Regions from separate parts of the Danio rerio genome. Here region 2 is linked to region 1. The links are chromatin contacts, called in public Hi-C maps. All regions are on one chromosome and are shown on one strand. Each heading gives the region's core, a stretch centred on a gene start, on an enhancer-like site or on the middle of the called end of the contact. The rest is flanking DNA. Distances are from core to core; before and after follow the strand shown.

Region 1 (5,285 bases), core at 338-2,837:
AATAAGAATAAAAACTAATTTGGAATAAAAGTTTAAATGTTTTAAAAACTATAATCAAGTAAATGTAGGCACACCCGTCTGTCCAGGTCAGCTTCAGCAGTAATTACATGGAAAACATTTAAACCAATGTTATTGTAAGGAACATAATTAACCTTATATGGTAAACAGAGTTCAAAAGTACTTTCTTAAATAAAGTGTTTTATTATTTATTTATTGGATGAGTGTTGGCCCGATTGGGTACACCTGAACAAAAAAAATTAAGACTTGTTTAAAAAAGATTTAAGACAATATTTCGACTTTTTAAGGCCTAAAATATAGTTTTTGAGATTAAAGTCTTTTTAAGAGCCTGCAGATACCCTGTTTAACATTTAAGGATAACAGAATCTCCAGCACAAAAGAGATGCAACATGCCATTTTAAATGATGTAATTAAATAGTTATTAATGAAATCTGAATTTAGAAATCTAATGTCGACAGCAGGAGTCAGTGATTTATTATTTTTCAGCCCGACATCTTCACTGCTCGAATATATTTCAGCATTTCCCTAAATAAACTATACTGTGTTCAAAGCGGAAAAAGATGTTGTTTTTATCCAGACATTTGAAAAGAATATATTTTATATTAATCCAAGGTTATCATACTGTCAGAATCTTATACCAGCACATGCCTAGAGTGTTTATATATGAGCAGAATTATTGTTTTTTTTCCCAATTTCTGATTAATGGAGAGCAGATTTCACAACACATTTCCTCTTCTCCATGATGACAGCACATAATATTAGACTAGATATTCTTCAAGACACTAGTGTTCAGCTTACAGTGACATGTAAAGTCTTCACTAGGGTAATTAGGGTAAAGTTAGGGTAATTAGGCAAGTCATTGTATAACAGTGGTTTGTTCTGGAGACTATCCAACACTAATATTGCTGAAGAGGAGAATAATATTGAGCTTAACATGACTTTAACACTATTAAACACTGCTGTTATTCTAGCCCAAATAAAACACATCAGACTTTCTCCAGAAGAACAGATATTAGAGGAAACACTGAGAACAACTCCTGAATCTGCTCAACATCATCTGGGAAATATTAATAGCTATAATACATATAGGTAAATGTAACAGTGTGTAATGAGTTGTGTTTTTGGCTGATGGCAGGCTCTGGGGAAGCGGTCAGTGAGTGTATAGTGCTGAACAGCTCCTCAGTCCTCCTGTTATCATGCTAATATCGCGGTGTTTATATCCGTGTCGTCTGTCTCAGATCTGTCAACAGCACTGCTCATGTCAACACACAGAGTAATGGCGAAAGCAGGAGAGGAGAACAACAACAATCAGAGCTGATCTCAGAGCTGCCGGAGGGTCACGAGACTGATGACAGATCAGATTCACAAACACACTCAATAATGCAGCATTTCTGCTTATTAATCATCGCCTGACCGCAGCCCAGCGCTCCAACTCACCTCACATACACCGCCTGCCCCGCAAACACGCCGAAATCCGCCGAGAGCCGCAGCTGAGCGCCGAGAAGTGAAGTTTATTCAGGATAATGACAGAAACAGGCTGAAACTGCTCGATCAAACGCGGAAGTGACTGCATTCAAACAGCGGAAGCTTTATTTAAACGCACACATGCGCCAGCGTTTCACTTTCACACACACACACACACACACAGCTTATTTTATAGCCTTAAACTTGCTCACTTTTGAATAATTTATTATTAGTATCTGTATTTGACTCATGTCTTGAACATACTATTATTATTTTTTCGCTTTTTTTTAAAATTAATTTAGCACTCATTTATTTCTGTTTACACACAGAGACAGGTAAACACACACTGACGGTGTTTATCGGCTGTTTAAACGTGTTTTGCTGGCTTCTTGCCCATGAATCGTGTGTGTGTGTGTGTGTGTGTGTTATCGTCAGCTCTGTAAGCTCGCATTACTCTGAGCTCGTCTGTACTTTTATGAGTATGATCATATCGGGTGTCTGATCAGCTGACTCGCGCATGCGCAGTGCACTCGGCCGCTCAACACTCGTTAGCTATTAGTTATACAAATATAATTTTTCATAAAATAGAAACACACGAATTACTCAGTAATACTAAACTGGTCCTCGCTAGAGCAGTGTGTGTGTGTTTATCTCATTATTTACTTTATTTATCATATTTATCTTTTTGTCAGCCTGTGCCCGCGCATTGACGCCCGCGCGCGTGCCCGCTCTATTATTGTCATCCCGGGGTTTTCAGCTCGGTTTCGGGCGGATTCGGTTCTGCAGGCTCTGCTCGGACGGTAAGAAGCACATAAATTCGTGATCGCGTCCGCCGGATGTGGAAGTTTGTGGGGTTTTAATATTTCCTCTTCCCCCGGAACAGCAGCGATTTCCTGTTTATCGCGTTTAACGGGCCGCTGCGTCACGCTCGCCGGCGGAGACTATAGTGCAGATCTGCTGTACATCACAGCGCGTTATACAGCAGACCATCAGTACATCCACTGCAGAATAACGCGATTATCAATCTGATCAAGCTCATTAACACAGCGCTGATCACCATGATCGATCTGAAGCAGCGACACAGAGACTGCAGCTCATTACAGTGCAGCAGCAGCTCAGCACACTGTGTGTGTTATAGTGCCATTATCCTGAAGGGGATGCCTGTCTCTGATAATGACATGTTCTCATGCTGAACTGCTGTTGGAGAACAGCACTAGAGTTCGGTCTGCATTAGGGAATGAGTGAGCAGTGCTGTTATCATCACGCTGGATCTGATCATCTGTATGCTCTGATTATTGATTATTGACCACTGACTGTGATTTAAAGGGACAGTTCACACATATAGTTCTGTCGTTATTTACCTGTGAGAGTATGATGAACATTAATGCAGATATTCTGAGTATTGCTGGATCAACAGACATCATCTTCATCCATTCATTTCCTTCAGCTGAGTGCCTTTATTAATCAGGGGTCGCCACAGCGCAATGAACCGCCCAGACATTAACCTCTGCAGTGTTTTTGTTCCTGCTGTGGGTGTCCGTGTGTGTTTTTCCAGCATTCTTCAGAGTAATGTTGAACAGAAGAAAGACACTAAGGGTTTGCAGGCATGACAGTGTGAGGAAGCGATGAGGAGATGCTCATGTGTGCTGCACTGTGCCTGTAGTTAAGACTCATTAATCAGTGAGATTACGACTGTTAAATAAAAAATCTATTTTTAAAATGTACTTTACATTATAGTGTGCATTAGCCACAGTTATTAGGAGGGCAGTTTCTTTAGGTTGTTTTTAGACACATCTTTAGTACAGCGTTTAATTTGTGCTCATCACTGTCATTTCTAATCATTCTGCTTAATTATTGCTGTATTGATTATTGCGGTGTGACTTTGGGCTTGTTGCTGGGATTTTATGTAAGCTTGTTCTGGTTTGTGTTGCGTCTTCATGTTGTTATCAGGGCTGCACGCTATAGAAAACATGTACACTGCGAAATATCATTTTTGTGGTTTATTTTCAAGATAATTTGATTAATACTTTTAGATCGATTGTGATGATTTTGTGGGGAAGTGCAAAAATACTCCAAGCAGAGATAAACAGAGCAAATATGCAAATGATTGAGTCGATCAGTATACAGATACAGAAATACAATAATCTGCAATAAAGCTGTATATTCTTCATCCTGTAAATAGTTCAACACCATCACACTCTGTTAAAGCGGCAGACATCATTCACTTATTTTCTTTTTGGCTTAGTCCCATTATTTATCAGGGGCCCCACAGCAGAATGAACCGCCAACTATTCCAGCATGTTTTACATAGCGGATGCCCTTCCAGCTGCAACCCAGTACTGGGAAACACCTATATACACTCATTCACACACACACACACACCATGGCTAATTTAGTTGTTCAATTCCCCTGTACACATGCAAACTCCACACACAAACGCCAACTGACCCAGCCGGGACTCAAACCAGCGACCTTTCTGCTGTGAGGCCATGGTGCTAACCACTGCGCCACTGTGATGCCCACATAATAATTCTTTGTGCACAAATGCTTTAAACTCACTTAAAGTGTTTACACAGACCTTAAAACACAAGCAATTGATAAATACTTCACTTTACTATGGTTAAACTGTTGAACCCGGGGTCCTCGCTTAAAGGATCTAAGATGATTTGGCAGATCCTGAATCTGTTAATCTTGATAACTGATCTCTGGCTAATTTAGCTCTTTAAATAAGTTGGTGAATCAGATTAAAATGTCTGGATAAACTGATCTGAGATCGCTGTGTGTGTTGTGAAGGACAGATAATACGATCCTCGAAATCATGATCAGCAATACTGTGATTGGCTGACGGCACAGCAGCGTAATGACATCATCTGATTAATATTCATTTATCCATGTGAGCAAAATGAGATCAAATTCATAGTAAACGGTTTGTTAAATATTATACGCAATTTCTGTACACGTTGGTTGTGAGCTGCAGGCTTTACACTATCATGTGTCATGAGTGTTCATCATGTATTTCAGTGCACATTAATGCATTTAGTTCTACATTTAGAGCAGATTTTCTTTATTATAGCAGCCTAGGCCAACTCACATTTTTTTAAATCAGCGTAAGGAATAACTGTATAAATTAATTTTGCATCAAAAAAGCATTTTTAAATAGGTAAAGGTGTCTGTAACCTTTTTGAAGCATCAAATCACCAGTATATTAGCGGTCAAAACACGTGCATGACAGCATAAGTTAATATCCTTAAAAAAGTGGAATATTGTGCATGTACGTGTTTGTATCTAGAAAGTTCATATCAATACATTTTCTCTTTGAACCAGCAGGTGGCAGTCTTTGCACTTTCATTTCCGAGTGCAGATTGCAAAAGTTTTATATTTGTTTACTTTATATATATATAGTTAAAAAAATATATTTACTATTTTCCCAACTGTATATAACTGCTGTAAGGAAATATCAGCATTTGGTACATACTTTAGTATTATTTTTGCTTGAACTGACCCCATCTAATCCTGTTTAATGAAATGAGCCTGCTTCCTAGCAGTTTTGAGCAATCAGAACTGTTGCTATAACAACAAGTCTTAGATGAGTTTTGAGGAACAAAAATATCCTGGATTGTGTCAAATCTTCAATAACTAAATCCAGCTAATTGAGTAATCCACGTATGAAGAACAGACCCCTGCTCAACTAATCCTGACCCCACACTGCACTGCACGGTGTGACAAATTCACATTGCGATACTGATGCAATAACCGTATATTGTGCAGCCCTAGTTGTTGTATATATAGTAGCGCTTTGAATT
Region 2 (5,734 bases), core at 3,205-5,704, 250 kb before region 1:
AGATCTGATTTCTTGAAAAAGCTGAGATATTCACTGCCTGATTAATATATAACATAAAGTGTGTTTCAAACCGGATAAAAAGCACTACATTAAATAATCTTTTGTCTGTGTCATGTCTTTAAAATATGAACATTTTAATCCAGTATTTTCAATGGAGTTTCTGTGCTAGCTTGCTGCTACTGGCAGCCCTTGCATTTACACAGTCTTTCATCTTATTCATATTCATCTCGTTTCATATTCAACTCAAATCAGTAACTTGAGTCTCAAAAAATGCCCATCGAGTGAACAGTGTGCGCGGCGCCACCGCAACTGATTTGAGTTGAATATGAAACACTTTGAAGAGATTTAGTCTGAAACAGAATGCCTGTGCACACATCTTATGACCCGTGATCAGAGAGATAACCTAATGACCAATAATTCTTGCCTAGAAATTGCAACATCCATGTGAAAGGAGAAAGCTTTTGTTAAAAGGTTTGGAAAAACCTGAAGGATAAGTTTATTAAAACCAAAAGAGGCCATGGCAAAAGTGGAGACAATCACAGGTACACAATCACAGAATATGTTTTTCCACCATGTATAGGTTTTACACTGATATATTTGGTTTAATTTAAAAAGTTTAAAAGTTACAGAACTATAATGAAGTCACAGAAGCATTTCTTTGATAACTGGGAAGGAATATTTAAACCTATCGGTTTACAATATACTGATGGTTCTAGGCTTTATTGGTGATAATGGTCAGGAATGTTGGACTATTATTGTCTTTTTAGCATAAGAAGAGGACAGAAACTAGCCAGACAATAATGTGTGAATTGTGGAGCGGGCTAAATCTAAAATCATCTGTATTTTTTAGTTAGTGTGTTTTTTTTTTGTGATAATAAAACATATATTTGTAGAATAGTTCATGTTCTGTTGTCATTTATTACAAATACAGAATATGTTTACCCACCGGTAACACTGATTTATATATTTGTGGAGCGGGCTAAATCAAAAAAAGAATCTTTTTCCAAAAAAATAATTTCTTTTTTTTTTTTTGCTTTTATTCTTGCCATAATAAAAATATATCTGTAGAGCAACCCATGATCTCTTGTGATTAATATAATAATAAACTTTAAATAGTAAAACTGTCCGAGATATGAACAAAAGCAGGTGATCTGATTTAAAAAAATCTTGAATGGTTTTAAAAATGCTAATAATCATTAAAATAATTTAGAAAAACAATAAAGAATCATTAGTTGAAAATATAAAAACGACATTATGAAATGACGTAGTTCCGGAAATGTTCTACTTTTCTGTTTATCCGTCTGACTTTACGTCAGTTTCTTTTGACCGCCCCCTGTTGTTTTAAAGAATATCACAACGGCGAAAGCAGCGAGTACAATAGCCTCGGCCGTTTCGCGACGTGCACGCACAGTCAGCGGAGGTATGCGATATGGCACCAGGCGAAAGTATAATTCCAGCTTTAAGGTGGGTGACACACAAGTATGGATGGTGGCAGCAAAAAAAAAGGTGGGCATGAGGAGCTTTTTTCAAAAAAATTATTTGGTGGAGTCCTAGATCCCCACCAATGTCAAGTGCAAGCCCACGCCTTTGCTCTATTATGGTTAAACTTAGCAGCATCTCCGCAAATCACACATGTTCTGTAGCACGCAGTTAACTGAAATTCACATAGGCATGGGATATAACAATGTTCGAGGTATAATGAGAGTTGGAAGAGTCAAGGACCTAAAACCGCCAAAATGTTCGGTAATACCGTTCCTAAGGTAGAAGTAAGATTTTTTATTTACATGTTTTGGAGTACAGCAGTATCTCCAGCGGAAACTATATCCAAAGATGTCATTTAAATTGTAAAGAAATCAGTGATTTTGAAACTAATGAAGACAGCAGAAGTCAATGATTTATTTGAATTATTCAGCTTGACATGTTTACTGCTTCAAAATATTAAAAAAATAAATATATTGTGTTCAAAGGGGACAAAAGCTTTAGTTTTTTACCCAGACAGTTAAAAAGATTGTATTTTAGAGCAGTGAGCACAATAACGTGATAATTATATCCAAGGTTATCATACCGTCAGAATCTTATACCGGTCCATGCCTACTCACACACAACATTTAATAGTCTGCGATGTGACTATTGCGGATGCACACGTTGCGATATCGATGCTGAAACCATATGTTGTGCAGCCCTAATGTATATGTTTTATCATTATTTCCCATTGTATAACCAATTAATCACACTCTTTAGCTAATATTTTAAAAACAGTGTTGTCCTTCAGTGTCGTCTGGAGCTTTAATTTTGACTGGATTCTGATTGGTTGTCAGTGTTTTATGCTTCATCCGCTGGCACAAATCCTTCTGACAGTGTTGATATCGTTCCTCAGTGTGTTTACTGCTGGGATCTCTGCTGTTCTTCAACACTGGCAAGCATTTTAACAATTATATCGTCATCATTACCTTTACAGTTATCGTGATTGTTGTGAATGGGCCTTTAAGACACCTTAACCTTCCCCTGAACCTAAAGGCATCATCTTTACTTTCACACTGAAGTTTAATTTGTATACAAGTTGCTGTGGTGAACAACATCCAATAACATAAACAACAACAACAACTAGTTTAGCAACACATTCACATACAATTAATGCCCACTTTCAAAACAAACAGACCTGTTAGAGATGACAAACACACACAAACACACTCACTTTGGAGAAGTAGTTCAGTGACAGGAGAAGAATCGCACAGGAAACAGCAGGAGAAACTCAGAAACTGATCTGACGACAGACAGAAACATCACACACACGCCAGCGATGTGATCAATGCAGAAAAACCTGCTGGATCAGGTCTGATCAGAAACCGGCTCATACATACACACACATACATATTTACATACTCACACACACACACACAAAATGCACAAACACAAACACACACTCTCTCATACACACAAAAACACAAAATACACACACACACACACGCGCACACACACACACATTCGCTCACATACAAACAAGCACACAAAAAAACACTCAAACACACACTTTCTCTTACCCAAACAAACACACTCTCTCACACACACACACACGCGCAATTGCTCACATACATACAAGCATACAAACAAAACATACACAAAAACACACTCTCTCTTATATACACAAACACAAAATACAAACACACACTATTTTCCACACACACACTCGCTCGCTCGCTTACATACAAACAAACAAACAAACATACATACATACACACACACACACACACACACACACACACACACACACACACACACACACACACACACACACAAACACACTCTCACACACGCATTGGCTCACATACATACAAGGGCACAAACAAAGCACACAACCACGCACTCTCTTACATACACAAACACAAAATACAAATACACACACACATTTACATACCTCTTACACACATACGCTCACATACATACAAGCACACAAACAAAACATACACAAACACACACTCTCTTACATACACAAACACAAAATACAAACACACACACAAACACACACATTCACTCACATACATACAAGCACACATACAAAATATACACGAACACGCACTCTCTCTTACCCACACAAACACAAAATACAAACACACACACAACACATACACACACTCTCTCTCACACACACACACACACCTCCAGACCATCCAGCAGCCAAGTTCACTGACGTTTTAGCATCGCTGTTAATGTAAACAGTCCAAAACAGCTCAAATCACAGCCGTTTGACTTAACAGCAGAGCTCGTGTTCAATCACCGCTGAGCTCTGATGATGGTCATAAAATAATAAACTCCAAACAGCACCTCAGAGCATCTCTTATGAGTGATTATCCTTCTGTTATTGTTTCTCGTCATATGTCAGCAGTGGATGATCAATACTGTTTCCTGATGGATCCTGCAGCCTCAGGTGTGCTGATACCCAACTCAACGCTATATTAATCACAGATTAACACCACTTAGAGCATAAGAGTAATAGCACAATACTGTAATAAGCGCTTATACCCGCTGCGCGACCCGTTATAACCGACGAGCGTGTTAATAATCGATGAGTCGCGGTAATTGATCATAACAGGAGCGTCATTGTTTTGATGCTCTCAACATCGCGTCAACGCTAATAAACCCATTACACACACTCCTGAAACACACCTAACGCTCACCTCACACACGAGCGAGCGTTTAACCGAGGAATTAATCGGTTATTCCGCCGTTACGGACTTTAATCCCGAGAGCGCTGCTAATGCTAAAGCTAACGCGACGCCAGCGGTTGTCGCCAGCGATTGTATGTCATTAAACCACATTACCTTCCTCTCGCCGCCGTCCATCTCGCTCCCTGACACCGGAACCGAGCCGTGCAGCTGTCAGGAGGCCGTGATAGCGCTCATGATCCGGTGCTGCTCCGGTTCTGAAGCCCGTCACCGACTGACTGACGCTCATCTGGGATGGAAGCCGCGGAGGGTCAGAATTAGCAACACGCAATGCTGCAACTCCGCTTGCTGCCGACAGAGGCGCTCGAGAGCAGAGCGATCATTCCTGGCGCTTTGAGGACATTTTGTCATAGATGATTTTATTTATATAACACTCCTGACAGTTATACAGTAAACTGATCATGTTAACATCATAACAAATCCGACACAGTTTAATATATGCTATGTGTTTTGTGTGTATTTGCGGTGGTGAATTGCATTATCATGTGCTGCTCTGTCCATTTTTAATATTGAAAATTTTACTCTACAGTTTAGCAAAGTGATTTTATTGACATTTTAGAAGTTTGAGATTATTTAAGAGATAATATCTAGAGAAATATGTCTGTAAAATAACAAAAAATGTGCTGCAGTTTATTACAAGGTTTCTGATGCGTAATCTACAACACCAACACACACAATAGCACTGCACACTACCACACATGATAATGAAAGTCACTTTTTTAGTAGTTGTTGGAAGAAAGATCAGGATCCCATAATGCAAATCAGAAGCAAAAAACAAACAGGAAAAATAAAGACATGAAGCACAGAATATGGAAAACTGCTGATTTATGGATACTGTATGTTTTGCAGTGAAGGATTACTCATTCAGTTTCACTCATACTCATATAGGCTCGTAGCTAGAGGGGGGTTCGGGTGGTTTGAAAGACCCACCGCCCACTAATAAGAGGTCCAGAATTTGTCCCATACATGAGCTCATTTGTCTTATTTTGACTGCTATGCAATCATAAATTGTGAAGGCATCAAAAAAAGGCTTCCAATAAATGCGAATAATTATAGTCCAACGCCCAGTCCAAAAAAAACATCGAATCTGACGTAAGTGAAGTCATGTTTACTACAGTAACTTTTATTTTTGAATCTCCTTATTCTTGAAAGAAAAAAAAATTACGATTTAAAGCACCAAAAGCAGCATATTAAATATAATATTATTATATTAAATGTTATTTTTTATATCAATTAGGCTGTTTTTATTATTCATGAACTTACAAAATTGACTTTTTTTTGCAAAAAAGATTAGAAAATTCAAGAAGCTCTATGTTTATAATATTAATGTTTGATTTTTTATTATGCAGATGGCCAAATTCAGACTGAGCACAGTTGAATGTGCTGGCCTGTTGGTTATTTGGCCAATTAATGACATCAGGCTGCAGTTTTTTCATTCATTCATTCATTTTCTTTTCGGCTTAGTCCCTTTATTAATCTGGAGTCACCACCGCGGAATGAACCACCACCTT

The links. Hi-C and Micro-C count contacts between places; a contact is called where the count stands out from the background.
Region 2: a contact with region 1 is called in a Hi-C map of hematopoietic stem cells, with 1.6 times the contacts expected there. The contact joins the promoter of secisbp2l here to the promoter of usp8 in region 1. A contact is called at or near these places in 2 of 18 Hi-C or Micro-C datasets (caudal fin and hematopoietic stem cells).

What each region holds. Positions count from the first base shown.
Region 1 is chr18:213,264-218,548 of GRCz12tu, reverse strand. It overlaps usp8 (ubiquitin specific peptidase 8), which reads right to left and starts at 1,587. Exons shown (of 19, transcript XM_073930073.1): 1 at 1,461-1,587. It overlaps gabpb1 (GA binding protein transcription factor subunit beta 1), which reads left to right and starts at 2,258. Exons shown (of 8, transcript NM_001077450.1): 1 at 2,258-2,282.
Region 2 is chr18:466,478-472,211 of GRCz12tu, reverse strand. It overlaps secisbp2l (SECIS binding protein 2-like), which reads right to left and starts at 4,454. Exons shown (of 18, transcript XM_073930100.1): 1 at 4,320-4,454. The coding sequence starts at 4,340.